Linked DNA regions of Rattus norvegicus: region 2 is linked to region 1. The links are chromatin contacts, called in public Hi-C maps. All regions are on one chromosome and are shown on one strand. Each heading gives the region's core, a stretch centred on a gene start, on an enhancer-like site or on the middle of the called end of the contact. The rest is flanking DNA. Distances are from core to core; before and after follow the strand shown. Region 1 has its middle 12 kb from the start of Prr5. Region 2 has its middle 12 kb from the start of Arhgap8.

The links. Hi-C and Micro-C count contacts between places; a contact is called where the count stands out from the background.
Region 2: a contact with region 1 is called in a Hi-C map of kidney, with 2.1 times the contacts expected there. The contact joins two enhancer-like sites. A contact is called at or near these places in 9 of 12 Hi-C or Micro-C datasets (the A7r5 cell line, frontal cortex, kidney and 4 more).

What each region holds. Positions count from the first base shown.
Region 1 is chr7:117,680,582-117,683,221 of GRCr8, reverse strand. It overlaps a transcript of Prr5 not described here. Among named protein-coding and RNA genes, the nearest start is that of Prr5, 12 kb to the left of the region's middle. Within about 2 kb of position 1,336, at least 13 of the 93 cell types and tissues checked have an H3K27ac peak or open chromatin away from gene starts, as enhancers often do. A contact at or near this core is called in kidney, where this site is marked.
Region 2 is chr7:117,717,685-117,720,324 of GRCr8, reverse strand. It overlaps a transcript of Prr5 not described here. Among named protein-coding and RNA genes, the nearest start is that of Arhgap8, 12 kb to the left of the region's middle. Within about 2 kb of position 1,309, at least 8 of the 93 cell types and tissues checked have an H3K27ac peak or open chromatin away from gene starts, as enhancers often do. A contact at or near this core is called in kidney, where this site is marked.

The sequences.
Region 1 (2,640 bases), core at 87-2,586:
ATATGGGACACATGCTGGGAGTGTGTGTGCGTGTGTGCGTGTGTGCGTGTGTGCGTGTGTGCGTGTGTGCGTGCGTCCGTGTGTGCGTGTGTGCGTGCGTGTGTGCGTGTGTGCATGTCTGATATGGGACACATGCTGGGAGTGTGCGTGTGTGCGTGCGTGCGTGTGTGCGTGTGTGCGTGTGTGCGTGTGTGCGTGCGTCCGTGCACAGACAGCCAGGAAGGCTCGACAGAGCAGGACAATCTCCCACAGGAACTCGAAGACACAGCGCCCTTCTGGAGGAGGAGCGGCAAGAAGCTGCGGTAGCAGGGGGAGAGGCCTACGAGGGGCAGCTGAGCAGGCAGGAATGGGGTTAGCAGACACCAAAGGCAGCCAGAGGCATGATGGCCTGGCCAGAACTGGGGTGTGACCCTGGTTTGGCAGCCCACAGGGTCCCCACTAATGGCTAGGGTGGACAGCTCCCTGTCCCATCCCCAGATGTTGTGGCAGCAGCTCCGGTGACCACAGATTTTCCCCAGGGAACTTGACAACCGTAGAAACACTTCCATCCGGCCTAGCGCGTTCTGTCCTCCATCCTCTGGTCTACCGCCTGGCAAGCCTCCTTCAGGCTGTGCCAGGGCCTTTCTGGAAAAATGGAGCCTTTCCAAATGCCCAGTGAGGCCCATCCGGCCTCAGGGGTATGAGGACATGAAGGAGATGAAGGAGTTATGAGCATCAGAGAGGTGGAGCAACCTACCCAAGGTCACACAGCACAGCGTGCACACACATGACTCAAGCTAGATTGCCAGCCAGGGCAGACAAACTGTTTTATGAATGGATGAGCAAAAGACTCGGCAGCCTGGGCGCTCTCACACCCCGAGCAGCAGAAGGAAGGTACCATCTGCCGCTGTTTTTGTTGTTGCTGATTCAAACGTAAAGTCCCAGTACTGTCACGCACATTAGGCTGGACCTAGGAATTGGTCCTTATCTGAGTCAGACTTCTCAGAGACAGACTCGGGGTCAGACAAATGGCAAATCTCCTCTAACTGCCAGCTCCTGAGAGATCTGACCCATCCTACTTCCATACAGACTCAGCATCCCCATGCCAAAGAGGCCGAAAACCTACCTTGCTCGAGAGCCAGAGGCTGCAGGGTGGGCGAGGGAAGGGGTACCCGTGGTTTGTCTGCCTGTGACCTTGGCTGAGGCCTGCACAGTCCAGAGAGGTCTGATGTTGGCTCAGCGTTCACTGTGCTGGGTGCCCTGGTCCTGAGGCTACCCAATGGCTTACATATTATGAGGAATCCACGTGGCCACAGGACAGCAAGCAGGCGGGCTGGACAGAGGGCTCACGGGCTGTGACTCAGCGGAACTCGGCGAGGCTGCAGCCAGCTTCGGTGGGAGCTGCCCGTGGCAGCCTGTGCAGGGAAGCCCAGCTGCCTGGTTCCTGATAAATATTTTATCATGCTTACGGAGTAGGTCCCAGGCGGTTGCCCGTAGCCTTGGATCCTAAAGTACACCCCTTCCTGTCCAGGCCTGAAGTGGGGAGAATAGCCGGTGTCAGGAGGTGTAACTGGACAGCTCCTTTCACTTCCGACCCAAGATGACTTCAGGACATCTTGGTGCAGCTCAGCACTCAACCCCACACCATTTATACCCCACTCTACTCTGCGGATGTTAGGTTTGGCCACGCCCCTCACATGAAGTCTCCTTCACTCTACCTAGAATGCCAGGCAGACTCAGTTCTGCCATCCTGCTGGCTCAGTGCTGGCCACCTCCTTCAGGAAGCCTTCCTGGATGTCCCTTCCTGTCAGGTAATCCTGGGAAAGCCTATTTTGGACCCTGGCTCTACAATGGAGTTAAGGTTGCCCAGTGATGGGAGACAAGATGAGGTTGAAGTAATGCAGTGTGGCCTTGTGCACTGGGAGGCTCACTCTGGCTGGTCAGGTGGGCACAGAATGTAAGACCCAGCCCCTTCTTGCAGGGACAGCCACGCTAGAAAGGCTATAGCCAGTATAACTCGGAGTGACAGCAGTCACCACGAAGGCCTTTACGCACCTTCCATGGTGCCCCATCTAAGGCTCACTCCTTCCAAGGCCTCTGAGACACAGTGTTCTGGGTCTCATTTGGCAGAGCCTGAGATGCACAGGACTGTCACATTTCTGCGACATGGGGACCCTCCAAAGGGGTGTGTGACGTACAGGATGTGCTCCATGCAGGGTGTTGCCTGGCTAAGAACTCAGGCAGGGTAGGAGCTGGGCAGTGTCTAAAGACAGAGAGGGAGCTGGGAAGACACCACATGAAAACGCAGAACACACACCCAGGTGTTGCCTGGTGACCTGTGTGGGCTGGGCAATGTAGACACCACCCCACTCCAGGATCTATTGGGGAAGAAAAAAGGCCATGCCAGGCAGTGGTGGCCATGCCTTTAGTCCCCCAACACTGGGGAGGCAGGGGCAGGTGGATCTCTGAGATGAAGGACAGCCTGGTCTACAGAGAGAGAGAGAGAGAGAGAGAGAGAGAGAGAGAGAGAGAGAGAGAGAGAGTGTGTGTGTGTGTGTGTGTGTGTTCCAGGACAGTCAGAGCTGCACTGAGAAACCTTATCTGGAAAGATCACAGACAGACAGACAGACAGACAGACAGACAGACAGACACAGACAGACA
Region 2 (2,640 bases), core at 60-2,559, 37 kb before region 1:
AGGCAAGTACTCTACCACTGAGCTAAATCCCCAACCCCCCCTCCCTGCCTTTTTCTAACCTTTCTTCCTTTACCACTTGGCCACAGAACCTTATCACACTCCATTCCCAGCCCCTTGGTGCTTGCAGCTCGTGGAAACACAAAAATGATACAGGGTGGTGTCAGCACAGGCTTTTAATCCCAGCACTCGGGAGGCAGAGGCAAGAGAATCTCTGCGTTTGAGGCCAGCTGGTCTTCGGAGTTCCAGGACAGCCAGGACTACACAGAGAAACCCTGTCTCCAAAAACCAAAATAGTAATAATGATGACGACGACGACGACGACGACGATGATGATGACGATAACGACGATGACGATGATGATGATAAGAAGTACCAGTTAGGGGGTTGGGGATTTAGCTCAGTGGTAGAGCGCTTGCCTAGCAAGCGCAAGGCCCTGGGTTCGGTCCCCAGCTCCGAAAAAAAAGAAAGACAAAAAAAAAAAAAAAAAAAAAAAAAGAAGTACCAGTTAATCCAATGCCCCAGCCTCTGTCCCTTTTGAGCCCTCCGAGCTGCACTGCCTGAGGCCTAGAGCCTGGCAAAACATAGGCAGAGTATCGCTTTCCTGAATCTGGGGTCAGATAGTGGTGCCCAGAAGCCATGGGGATACTCTAGGAAAATGGGAGTGAGCTGAGGTGTCACAGACCCCTCCATACTTACCTCTCCCAAGGGGAGGGCCAGGAGGCAAGTGTGAACATGTACTGTGAGTGGGTATCTAAGCACGTATGTGTGTGTGTGGGATATGTCTCTGTACATGTGTATGTGAACATGTAAGTAGGGACGTGTGTGTGTGTGTGTGTGTGTGTGTGTGTGTGTGTACTGTGTGTGTGTGTGTGTGTGTGTGTATGGGACAGTATGTGTGAATAGAGATAGGGCAGAGAGGCTTCCCACAGTTAGGTGGGAAGGGCCCTGGAGCTTCAGGAAGCAGGCTGCCAGGTCCTTGGAAGAAGTTTCAAAGGTTTTGAGAGTGATGGCAGCGGCCCAGTTTTTCCCTCTCCCTGTGCTGTGGCACTCGAAGAGCTGAGGCTGTTGGGAAGGGCACTGAGGAGGTACAATCCTGTGCCCTGAGAGCATGTTCCTGAGGGAGCTGGTGGGAGGGCAAGCACCTCTGTGAAGGAATGACCTTCACCACCAAAGTGGCTTTCATCCCAAAGGGCACTGGGGAACGGTACAGAACTGGGGACAAAGGGACACTGTTCCTTAATCCCTATGTCTGAGGGTTGGGTACAGGAGCCACAGGAAGTATGGTGACTGGACTTGGGACAGGGTGGGAACAGAGGACTCTGGGTAACACGCCCCTTTGGCATGCTGGGCCCTAGGGCCTGTGGGTGTGAGGGAGAGGCCAGACAGGAAGCTTGACTCTCACACTAACACTAACCAGGGCCTCATGTGAGGCCACAAAGCACCTCAACTTCTCATTAGCAAAGCTGAGGCTCAGGACCTTGGGCCACCTCTGCCTCTAAGCAGCAGGAGACAAAGCCTAGGTGTCTGATAATTGGGTGGAAAAGTGACTTTAAGACACAACAAAACAACACACACACACACACACACACACACACACACACACACACACACACACACACACACACACCAAGGTTCAGTAGACAATAGTGGAATACACCTTTAATCCCAGTACTCAAGAGGCGGAGTCTCTGTGACTTGGAAGACAGCCTGGTCTATGTAGTGAGAGTTCCAGGACAGCCAGGGAAACATAGTGAGACCCTATCTCAAAACAAGTGACAGGGTCCACGTAGTCCAGGCTAGCCTCAGACTTATTATATAGCTAAGGATGACTTTGAACTCATTTTGAGTGCTGGGATTAGATGGGAATCACCAGATGATTGAACCCAGGGCCTTGTGCATACTAAGCACTCTACCCACTGACCCACATCTTCAGCCACAGCATCTGCAGCAGCAAAGTCTAGTCAGGGGCCAGAATCGAGGGTTTGGTTTGCTAGCAGTGAACCCTACCCTGATAGTGTGAACCCAGGGCTCACTGAGATCTTGAATGGCCTGTCATCCATGTTAAAAAAGATGGACACACATTCATTCTTCCATGACAAGTTTTTAAAGGCCATGGCAGCATCCTCTCCTGTAATGGCTATTTCTGGTTGACGACTTGACTGTATCTGGAATGAACTACAATCCAGAATTGGAAGGGTCATCTGTGATCCTGATCTTGAGGCTGGAAGACACAAGTTTCTGACCTGGATCTTGGCATGGAGATCTTGAGGCATAGTGGCTATGAATACCAGGAGACTACGGACCGTAAGTCATCAACAAATTCCCTTACTATACAGAGACTACCCATAAGTTCTGTGACTCTAGAGAACCCTGACTAAGACAGTCCCAGAAGCCTTTGAAAGTTACCACAGAACAAGGCAAGAGCCCCTGGAGATGGAATGTTACGGAAGCCTCACCAAGCCATCAGTCACCAGTGGTCACTCAAGTTGAATACATGTTTCCAATGTCATTTTATTATTGTTTCGGAACATTGTTTCATCGTGTCACTCCAGCTGGAGTAGAACTGGCTATGTAGACCAGGCTGTCCTTGAACTCACAGAGCTCCACCTGCCTTGGTCTCCCAAGCACTGGGATTAAAGA